Regions from separate parts of the Mus musculus genome. Here region 2 is linked to region 1. A link is a contact called in public HiChIP or PLAC-seq data. All regions are on one chromosome and are shown on one strand. Each heading gives the region's core, a stretch centred on a gene start, on an enhancer-like site or on the middle of the called end of the contact. The rest is flanking DNA. Distances are from core to core; before and after follow the strand shown.

Region 1 (5,924 bases), core at 1,615-4,114:
AGATAAAAGACACATAACCTTTTATATTTATTATAAGCCTTTATAGACTAGAGCTGGGCAGATATCTACCCTCTAAGCTATTTTTGCCTACTTCCCTATCAATAACCCCAAGATATAATTTGCCATGTTCCATCTAGGCTGCTCTTACTCCAATTGGCCCAGCCCTTATGGCCATATTTTCATGATTCCCCAACACAATGGTGTCTTCTCTCTCCACCGTCTCTCCTCATGAACCTCCTGCCTCAGATCCCAAGCCTGGGAACCAAAACCTCACCTCCCTCTCTTCTGCCCTGCTATAGGCTGCCGACATCTTTATTCACCCAGTAGTTTTAAATTAAGGAGCAGGGAAACATGGTATCACTTTGTGTAGGTGAGGATTCTCTAGTCCCAGAGGGCAACCAGACCTTGGGGACCAGTGACAAGTATTACAATACATAGCAACAGACCAAACCTCAGCAGAACTCAAAACAAAGAAAAGGAACAGGAAGATGGGAAAAGCATGCAGGTTGATAGACAGCATGAAGGGTTTTCAAATGGGTTTTTCAGCTTCGACTGTAATGGTTAAAGGGATGAGCCCAGACTGTGCCCTAGGACAAGAGAAAGGGGACACTGAGAGCTAAACCCTGTCTTTCAAAAACCCTATTCAAAAAAGCTTTCATTTAAAAGAAAGAATGCCTGAACACAGAGTGTCCCACATCGCACATCAGACTGTGGAAGTGTTTCTCTGGGTTCTCACGGTTCTCAGAGGCTGCTGGAGCCCTGACCCAAGCAGGTATGGCTCCATCCTGGAGTGACAGCAGAACTCAGCAATGTCCACACGTGCAGAATGTAAACTCTGGGGAGCCACTGAAGCTTGCACTAAGGTTCCAGGGGAGGAAAACCAGGCAACGTGTATCGAGGTTGGGCTTTCTGAATGGACCTGCCTTGTAAGCCTGCATAAAACTATGAAGGCAAAGCCTAACTTGCAGTTTAGACTCCAGGATGCTGGAGCTGCCTAAAACATAAAGGATGCTGGAGCTGCCCAGAACATAAAGCATCTACTAAGAAAATTTTCAGGCACTGAAAACACCCGAGAAAGAGGCCACGTGTGGTTTTGGTTGGAAGGTCATGGAAACAGGCCTCCTCAAACCCATTGGAACATACATGATGATACCATGTACCCAAGATGCCAGATACGGAGCTTCAAGGCTTATACCTCTCTGCTGAGTTTTCTCCTATCTTTGGCTCTTTCTTTGCCACGCCCCATCCCTCCCTTTTGGAATGTGAATGTTTCCTCTGCCATTGTGCATTGAAAGTATGTGAGTTTTCTATTTTTTAAGAGCTCACAACTAGGACTTTGCCTTACATCTCATAAAAGACATTGGACATTGAACTGTTATGGCTAGGGACTCTTGAAGTTAGATGGAATGTGTTTTGCATTGTGTGATGACCGTAGGCATATTGAGCCAAGACCTGTGAGCCAAGACGGGAGTGTTATGGATTGAGTCGAAAAGATTCAAGGTTGCGGGCTTGTGTGGTTCAACACTTGGTGTTATTTAAGGGTGCTGTAGACCCTATAGAAGATAGAGTCTGTCTGCAGACGGTGAGTCTCCAGGAGGCAGGCCTAGAAAGTGACAGTCACTCCTGGCTCTGGGCAAGCCTTCTGCTCCACCTCAGGCAGAATCCTGTCCACCATGTTATGAAGAAGCAGACATTGCAAACTCCCTCCAACACAGGCCAAGCCCCTAAAGCCGCCATGCCTCTGATGACAATGGATTATAACCTCTAGAACTCAAAATCGAAAGCAGGCCCTTCCCCTGTAAGTTGCTCCTGCCAGGATTTTGGCAGTGTGGTAGCTGATACCACTTCCTTCCAGAATAAGCTATTCTCAGCCTCTTTGGACTCTGAGGTTCATCGTCCAATTGCTGAGAACTCTCCTCAAACCCAGAATCTGTATTCCTTTCTGCCAGTGTGACTGAATCTGTCAGTTAGCCCAGAGAAAATGACTGGGAGATGCCTGAAATTGCTCCAAATAAGTCTATTAATTTATTAATGGAACCAGCAGCTATGAGCCAGGTGCTGTGTTACACTTTCATGGATTGTTGCAATACACTCACTCTTGCTTGATATCTCATGAACCACTTTATAGGGCGCCACAGAAATACTAACTACGGAGTCCCAGAAGGGTATGTAGGTACCAATGGCCAAAATGCACAAGGACAGAAAATCCAAACATACACCTATGTTTGTCTGGTACCATTTGAGGTCCTTTAAAGCAGATGATGGAGGACAAGGACCCCTCATCTGGACTTCAACTATACCTACATGCTCCAAGGGAACCGTGTACGCCCTGAGCCTACAGAGGAGTCCATCTTTAAAAATAGAGAAATAGCCTGCATACAAATTTTTGATCTAGTCTAAGACCTAGCATCACAGATAGAGTCTGGGGTTTGATGGCTTGAAAACCTTTACAGTTGTGTTTGTTTGTTTGTTTGTTTGTTCCCAATGAGTCTTTATTGAGAACCTCTACTAGGTTAGTCTTCTAGGTAAAACAGACATATATCCTCCCCCAAAAAATCTTATTTTCTTTTTCTAGTGTCATGGAAGAGACATGGGAACAGGTAGAGTAAGGGTGTGTGTGTGTGTGTGTGTGTGTGTGTGTGTGTGTGTGTGTGTGTGTGTGTGTGTATTTGATGTGCTCCCAGAACAAGAACTACATGTCTTCATGAGAATGCTGAAAGGGAACTAAGGTTCCAGGGTTGAGGGATATGAAATCAAGGAGACAAATCTATGTTTAAAAGAGAAGAAGCCAAGATGCTGTCTTGAGCTGATGGGAGGGGAAGTGAAAGCTAAAAATAGGATGTATTCCCCAACACGTGGCAACTCTGTCATAACCACAAAGAGCTGAGCTAGGCTTTGCCCAGAGCTGCCTAGGCATCTGTCCAAGGCACAGTTGTGAATGCTACTAAGCACTGTGTGCTAATTACTGTGTTTATTACTTTACTTTTATGAATAAATAAAATATTATTTAAATAAAATCAGTACGTATTAAGGAAGGGTTCCCTGAAATTCTCTCAAAGGTGAGAGGTAAGGCGCAGAGCAGCATCTGAAGAGAACTATTTACAGTATGGCCGGAAGAAGCCAGGGCTTCACATTGGTCCAGGTGGTTGTGAGTTTTATCTGTAGTTTAGTCTGTAGTTTTATCTCCATGACCCACGTCCTCTGTATTGATCATTTTAAAGGCACTGCAGAATTCGCATACAGAAAACATGTGTTGTGTTGCTATTTGCAGTAGACACACTCTGGAGACTGCCTAAAAGTGAGGTGGGAAATGAGGGTTACGTGAGCGCAGGCTTTAAGAGCACAGGCTTTAAGAATGCAGGGCAGAGTGCCAGAGAGGCAGCTCAGCAGTTAAAAGGACTGGCTGGTTTTCCAAAGGACTCAGGCTTAATCCCCAGCACTGAGGAGGTGGCTCACAACCATCTGTAACTCCAGTTCCAGGGCATCTGGTGCCCTCCTTTGGTTTCCATGGGCACCAGGCATGTACACGGTACATACATATACATACCAATAAAATGTCTATACACATAAAATAATGTAATTAAGCTAAATTTTTTAAACACAGGTTCTATAGTCAGGTGTGGGGGATCTATGCCTATAATCCCAGCACTGAAAGGCGAGCCACAAATTTGAGGTCAGCATGGACTGTATAGGAAGACGCTGTCAATATTATTATTATTATTATTATTATTAATTGTTGGTTTTATGCATTTACTTTTTGTGAAAATTAAAATTAATTTATGGTAGAACTTGCTTATAATCTTAGCCAGAAGGACCATCTAGGTCCATCTAGAATTATTTGAGGTCCATCTAGACTATATAAGACCTTATCTTTAAAAAAAAAAAAAGCCAGGTGGTGGTGGCACACACCTTTAATCCCAGCACTTGGGAGGCAGAGGCAGGCAGATTTCTGAGTTCAAGTCTGGTCTACAGAGTGAGTTCCAGGACAGCCAGAACTACACAGAGAAACCCTGTCTAAAAAAAAAGAAAGAAAGAAAGGAAGGAAGAAAGAAGAGAGGGAGGGAGGGAGGGAGGGAGGGAGGGAGGGAAGGACACGTCATACATTTGTGTAAAGCTAGAAAATGTCATGGCATCACAAGTGGAAAAGGTAACACGCAGAACTGAATGCGCTCCATGAGTACCACTGCACTGAAAGACATGCCTTGCAAGAAACCCAAGCAGCCCAAGCACGGTGTGAACTGAGTGTCGTCGTGTGTGGCTGTAATGGCTGCACTCCACAGGTGTTGGCAAAAAGGTCAGAAACTCAAGACTCCTGTGTTAACAAGCCGAGGGGGGGGGAGTGGGCTGGTGAGATAGATGAGACACTGTTCCTAAATAAATAAAAAGGAGAGGAAGAGGGAGAGAAGCCAATTCTCTTCTCTGCCCTTCAGTTAATATGAAGTATATTTAAAATAAATCTATGTGTATGAAACAAATGAAAGAAAATACATCAAAACTATTAAGACTGGTTGCTGGAGAGAGTACAAGTTTGTCTCTTACGTGTGTGTACGTGTGTGTACGTGTGTGTGTGTGTGTGTATGTGTGTGTGTGTGTTCATTTTCCAAATGCTTTTCAATTTAAGAAAATGTTCACTGTATAGCAGAATGGAAGACATTTTAAATAGATTTGTGGTGAGAGCAAAAGAGCTGGCGTCTGCTAAGAGGAGGTGAAGGGGAAATCTGAAACCCACCTACTAAAACTGTGGTTTCGGAAGGTGGAAAATGCCCCTCTATGGGAGAATAGAGGAAGACCCTCCCACAGTGATCACAGGAAAAGATTAATTTCTGTCAGAGCCTGTGGCTTGAATCTGTGGTGGGTTATGGGCAGACAAAGAGAGCCTGGGCTTTGACTCCAACACTTGCCGTCTCCTCTTCTCTGGGAACTAACTCACATAGTAAATAATTAGGACTATCATCACACTCTCATCTCCATCACCACCACCCCACCCTTGAATTAAATGGGGCCTGAAATCTATGAACTCAATATTTCACGATATTAGCTGCAAAAGGTTCCTTCCTCTTGAGCTCGACCTGTAGGCAAAGGAAACCACCAGCTTGTCAGTGTGAAAAGTCACACCACCTCCCAGGCCCACCACATACAGCCCTCCAACCTGCGTGGTGGAGGACTTGTGAAATGTGAGAAATGAGTTCTCAGACGGAGAAACCTAATTAAGAGAAAGAAGGGGGAGCAACATTTTATGTACCATTTCAGAAAGGCGCCTGCTCATGCACTCACACACACACACACGTCACACATCTGTCCAACAGCACTACTGAGTGCAACTAATGCCAGGCACTGTTCAAAATAGAGCACAGAACAGAGGTCAGTGCCTTCTGGGTGCTTATACTAGAGTGAGAGAGGCCAAGGTAGACACTACCATTCAAATAACATGACTGAAGTCATGACTGCTAAGAATGAGAGGCATCCGGTGCTGTAGTCACCTATGACAGGGGGCTTTCCTAGGGTAAGGGAATATTCAGAGGATCTCCAATAACGACTGATCTGGCCCACCACAACATCTACTTGGTCTGTGAACTTCTGGAAGAGGTGAAGGGGCCAGTCCTGCAGATCCAAAGCTACAGGATCTCCATGACACAAGGCAACAACCAGGTTATCAAAGAGTCCCAGTAAGGATCCAGTATTGATAGTGCAGCAGAAACAAAGTCCTTGAACCAGACCAGTGACTTATAATGAACATGTTTGAGGCAAAAGGATACACTGTGCGACACACCATGACACATCACAACTTCCATGACAAGATGTGTTTTTAAATTTTTGTTTGTTTGTTTGTTTGTTTATTGTTTTCTTTTGGGGGAAGGTTGCAAGGGCAGAGGGGGCTGAGTGAGATTGGGGTGCATGATGTGAAATTTACAACGAACCAATAA
Region 2 (5,762 bases), core at 1,871-4,370, 680 kb before region 1:
AATTGGAAATAACAAATAAAAGAAGCATGCCTGATTCCCAACTCTCCAGCTCGTGGCTGGATCTTTATCGCTCCTACCCTGCCATGTGTGGCGTCTCTCCGGGCTCAGAAAGAACTTCTAGCTAAGGGATTCTGAGCCTTTTGCTGGAGGGGAGCTGACAACATCTTACAGAAAGGCTGCTTGGCTTAGCTCTGTCACCTGGGCTAGACAATGGAGCCAGTGGCCCAGGCTGGCTGGGGTACTGCACTGGATGGGGCACCATGCTGGACAGGGCACGGACCTAGTCAGTCCTCACTACACAATACCCTCCCCACTACAGCTGTGCCATGAGCTCACTGCTTCTCCCAGCCCACAAGGCTACACAGGCAGCTGTGGCTTCTGGGGCAAGAACCAGGCTCTGCCCAGGCCTGGGGCAGAAGATCCCTTCCCCGCCCCCAGAATCTGTCAACCTTCTGGCTAACCCAGATGATGCACTATGCACAGCCCCCCAAACAAAAGCTTTCATTTACATATGATTTGCCTATCTGCGCAGCATTTGCATAGACCTCCTTTCAATAAGGAGACCCCAAACACCTGCTGCCCCTTCCCCCTTCCCCCTTCTCTCTCTCTCCCTCCCTCCACCCATTTTACCCCACCCCCTGTTCCAACAGACAGCCGGTTCCAAAACCTTGGACTGTCCAGCTTCTTTCTCCTCTCCACTACTTCTAGGTAAGACCGCAGAACCCTAGAATGCAAGAAGGGCTGTCAATCATTCCTCAGATGAGAGAAATGAAGAAACTCCCAGAGAGCACCTCTAGGGAGCACTGCCACTAGGTTCTAACCACAGATGTGAGTCTAGAGCTCTCTCCCAGCCAACACGGAAGGCCTGGCCGTGAGAACCATCTCTCTTCTAGATGAGAAAAGTAAAGTGAAATGTGACATTGTGGCCAAGTCCCTGCCCTCTCTGGAGGGCCTCTACACACCCCTGAAGAGGGACAAAACCAAGAAGGCGGAGATGCTTCCAAGGAGAGCCCTGGTTTACAAAACTGTAATTTCCCGGATTTCCAGGGGTAAGTCCACAGCTTGCTACTGGCCCTGGAGGAAACCACCCAAGAGCCTGAGAGCCTGCTCTACAGTTCTCGCTCCTTTCCTTCTTCTGGCTACGTCACGCAGAGAACACATGACCACCGCCTGAAGCAGAGGCTAGAGTCAGAAAGCCAACATGGGACCAACCCTTTCCTCTCCTGGGTCTCAGTTTCTATCTCTCAGCACTAAGAGCTCCCAGTTCTGATGTTGAACCCGTGAGTATATGTGTGTGACTCAGGCACATATCGCTCCAGGCACATTTCATAATCAGGAGGATGGTTAAGGCAGCCAAGCTGACACCATCCTGGCTGCCCATGGGTAAACTCTGCTGAGAAGGTCCCCTCCCACCTTCCTGGCTCCACACAAGCTGATGCTTGGAGATCCCCATGGGAAAGTTGTCCCCACAGCCTCAGAACATAGGCTGCTACAAGGTTCTCAATGGCTGGGCTGCCTCCTTTCTAACAGCCAAAGGTCTGCTTTGGAGTCAGTTCTGAGTTCAAATCCACCCCCCACCCTCACTGGATACACAGTGGTATTTCACATCATCTGTGAAGTGAATGCCAGTGCTGGCTGCAGTGGGCTAAGATGACATTCAGCTCCTCTCCCGCCCCTGAATAACACTCACTCCTCCCAACCACCCCTGGGCTCATCCCTGCTCGGGTTAAGCCCAAAGGAAAAGAAGCAATCGCTAGGCAACCAAGCCCCACAGCTCCTTCAACTCCCTACATCACTCTGCCTCCCGCCTTGTTCCCAAAGGAGTTTTCATCCTGGCCCCAAGAAGCCCAAGGAACCATTCTGTACAACACTGCGCAGTTCTGGTATAAACCAGAGAAGGAGGTTGGGGTGCCCCACTATAGTATCTTCTCCATATGCATAACACACACACACACACACACACACACACACACACACACACACGTTCCTTTCAAGGGCTTCAGTCTCCTGGCAACTGCTCCATGCCATATCTTTCCCAGAACACCTCCTACAGGGAGCCCTCCAAGTCAGACCCCAAACATGGTAATGTTAGCAACCTCCACAGGCCTCAACACACACACACTCACACTCACACACACACACCAGACATGACGCAAGGTTGGCCCAGAAAACACACCATCATAAACACCCACCAGGACAGACACTGGGTGCTTAGAGATCCCAGGTTCAGTTTCCATGGAGCCTGGTTTCTCCTGAGGCAGGGATGTTGGGACCAACTGAGTCTGACAACCAGGCAAATATCTGGGAGCGTGGAAGAAGGGCAAAGAGGGAACTGGCCCAGGGTGGAGACACGTGAGGGAAGAAGCCTCAGATGGTGACATGTTATATTGGGAGGTGGGGGTGTTGGGGAGACTTTTTTCAGAGATCGTGGTCAGAATCAGCCCCTGGGCCTCCAGCCAACTCTAGGCAATTATGAAGACCGCCAGGCACTGCCCACGCAGAGCAAACACCCAAAACCAGGCCTTGAGCCGAGAGTGGGGCAGAAGGTTGTCACGGTATTTGGTAGCAACGACCCCAGACGCTGGGTGTAACCGATGAGAAGTGGTGCCTGCCTCCGGAGGCCCGATGGTGTCTCAGGGGATACCTCAGTAGGTCGCCCATATGCCCCAGCTAGGAACCTAGAGCGAGGACACCACCACCCTCCCCATAACTGATTGGGCAGACAGGCGCAAAAGGAAGCGAGACGCCGAGCCCAGAGACAGTGGAGGCACGTCTGTTGGAGAAGTAGGGATGCAACCAGCTCTGAAATGCTAGGAAGGTGGGCTGGTGGGCTGCACGGTGTTAGGCACCTACCCGGCCGGGACAGGGACGCGGCGACCACCACCTGGCTTACCAAGTATTAGCAGCAGCAGCAGGAGCGAACTCAGCGGCGTGGGGCTAGGGACGCCCATTCTGCGTAGGCGGCTCTGAGGAGACTCCTGGGGGCGGCGTGGGCTCTGGGGGGCCAGGGCCGCGGGGGGCGCATGCCCAGGTGGGGGGCAGAAAGCGGAGCAGTGAAGCGTGGGTGCGCAGAGCCCAGCCGAGCGGGAGCCGCCAACTCCCCGCCCTCCACCCTTCTTCCCCTCCTCCCGCCGCTCTTCCCGCCCTCCGCAGCTCGGGAGACCAGTCCCAGCCGCGCCCCGCTGCCCGGCCCCGCCCCCGCCTCGCCCCGCCCCAGGCCGTCGCCTGGGCCAGACTTCGACCCTGATGGTGGCTCCGCCTCTGGCCTCAGGCTGGGCGAACTGGCGGCACCTGGGCTCCTCTACCCCCATTTCCTCGCTCAGAGGGCACCCCGCCCTGCACCTGCCAGCCTTCCAGGGAGAATGGGGTGCTTGCAGGGCCTCTGGGGATGCATGATGGGGTGACTGTGGTTACGCACTCAGAATCCAATTGGGTGATGTGGGCCACTGAGTCTTGGCAGCAAACCCTGCTGATTTATGTAGGCATGGCCTGACCCACGGTTTCCTGGACGTGAAGCGGACCCAAAGGGGCTTCAGAGTCCTGGAAGATCGCTGGAAATCTGTTCTAATACCCGGTCAGAATGCAAAGCGAAAGGGAAGTGGGTTAGCGGTCCAGACTTCCTAGCTGGAAGATCCTTGTTCAGCTCAATGCTTTCAAGCTCACTTCCCCCCCCCCCCCCGCCACGTACGGAACAGAGATTGTAAACACTCGAGGAGTTACGGCGATTATTAGCTGAGATCATGCACATACGTTTCATGCACACGGTAACTATGGGGGTGTTTTGTTTTTGCGTTAAACTGCTTTCTACCAATTGGAGTCTCCAACGAGAGGACGTAACACACCTCTTTGCTGGGGAAGGTGGAGCTAGCCTGGAGGTAGGAAAAAGGAAGAGAAACCTCTTCCCAAAGCCATGTCTCCAACTGTGAAAAAGGCGGAGAGTAGGGTGGGGCCAGGATGGGAAGAAGGGGCGGCTCAGCCTGCAAAACCAGGGCGCGGAAGTGCCCATTAGGGGGAAGTGGCCTAGAACACGTCTAGATCTTCACCTCCATTCCCTACTTGTCCCCTTCACCCCTGCTCCCTCGCTTACTGCTTCCTATTGAGAAAACTGAGGCACAGACAGGAAAAGAGATCCGGGCCAGCGGTGACTTCCTCTTCTCAGAAGTCGTATTCGTGGGGCTGCCAGTGGAAGCCACATTCAGCAACCACAGAGAAACACTGATAGGGAATCTATAGGGAAGTCAGAACTCCAACCCTGGTCGCCCAAGACTGCCTAGCAAGAGGCTAAGGGACCTGCTCCTTGTCACCTGGATATATCCCAAGCCTGGTTTCTTCACACTGTTTCTCTAGAAGCCATGTTGAGCCATGTGAAAACTGCAAGCTACCGGGAGACTTTGGGAGAAAGCATTCTCCCTTTAGCTGGAGGTTGAGTGGATTGAATGACTTTCTGGTACCGGTTTGAAAGTCGGTCATCATCATCATCATCACCATCACCATCACAACATCATGATTATCATCATCATAGCCATTTATGGGATGGTTTCACAATAACACCGCCACCACCTGAAGATATCCTTTCTAAACTTTACAGGTTATTTTACAAGCAAAGTCATTTAACACAAGAGAGACCTGGCCTTTTAAAATAGTTATGTGTCTTGCCCAAGGCCACACAGATTTTAAGGTAACTAAAGTGTTACTTTAAAGCTCAGGTCTGGTGTGCACACCCTAGCACGCAGGAGGCAGAGGCAGATGGATCTCTGTGACTTCCAGGCCAGCCAAAACCACATATATCCTGTCTCAAAACAAACAAAAGAGCAAAACAAAACAAATCCACAAAACCTCAAGTCTGACGGTTCCCATCTTTTCTTGTACTCCACTGTTCACTCTGTTAAGGGCGAAAACTCATTCATGTTGCAGGGTACTGAGCGGGCCAGACCTTGTACTGGATTTTAGTAGTGCCCTAGTCAGCAAGGCTTTCAAGGTCCCCAACTCTCAGGGATATCCTGCGTGTTTTGAATAAACAAGTTAACAGTCAGCACTCGGTATAAGCATATGGGATGGAGTAGGAGGAGCTCTCTTCCAGGAGATTACCTTGTAGCTTGGGACAAAGGGACTCCCGTGCCAGTACACAGGGGTTAGGGGCTGGGCTAGGAGAACGTTTACACACCCCTCCCAAAACTGTGCAGTCCAGCAGTGGCCAGCAGAGGGAGCCCAAAGTCCAGGACTGTCTCACTCCTAAGATGCTTATGTAACTTGGAAAGTTGGGGGAGGGGAGTAAACGCCAGGCACGAGGCTCACCACATGCAGGCACATGGCTCCCCACTGAAACCAAGGGGCTTCACACAGAAAGGTGTTGCGCACACACCCAGCGGGGCAATGCTCAAACACACGCACATGCGGCAAAGGAGGGCCAGATCAACGTCAAAGACTGGAGGACACCCCACACTCACACAGACTTATGCAGTATGGAAACTGGCGTTCTGGGGTGGAGTGAGGCAAAAAGGAAGAGACCTTTCCAGGCAGACTTAAGATTAGACTAAAGCATGGATTGAGAGGAAGCCTGAGACTGTAGAGACGTGGACACTGTTGTGACCATCAAACCAGATCCCCACCCACAGTTCCACGTACTGCCACATGTGGGCAGACTTCAGTCACCAGTCTCGTTCCATGTGGTTATTTAACAACATTCAGCCTCCAGATGGCATGTGTATGAAGCATCTAGATGACAGTAAGGTGTCATGAGTATCGTTAGAGGTAATTAAGAC

What was found. HiChIP or PLAC-seq counts read pairs in DNA pulled down with a chosen protein or histone mark.
Region 2: a contact with region 1 is called in an H3K27ac HiChIP or PLAC-seq map of microglia, with 4 times the contacts expected there. The contact joins the promoter of Igsf8 here to the enhancer-like site in region 1. A contact is called at or near these places in 1 of 39 promoter capture datasets (pre-B cells) and 4 of 115 datasets of contacts at active chromatin or transcription factors (the 230-238 cell line, memory CD8 T cells and microglia).

What each region holds. Positions count from the first base shown.
Region 1 is chr1:171,628,586-171,634,509 of GRCm38.p6, reverse strand. Slamf7 (SLAM family member 7) reads left to right here. Exons shown (of 8, transcript NM_144539.5): 8 at 1-2,107. Among named protein-coding and RNA genes, the nearest start is that of Mir7683, 10 kb to the left of the region's middle. Within about 2 kb of position 2,864, at least 83 of the 459 cell types and tissues checked have an H3K27ac peak or open chromatin away from gene starts, as enhancers often do. A contact at or near this core is called in the 230-238 cell line, memory CD8 T cells and microglia, where this site is marked.
Region 2 is chr1:172,309,725-172,315,486 of GRCm38.p6, reverse strand. Igsf8 (immunoglobulin superfamily, member 8) reads right to left here and starts at 3,120. Exons shown (of 7, transcript NM_080419.2): 1 at 2,894-3,120. The coding sequence starts at 2,951.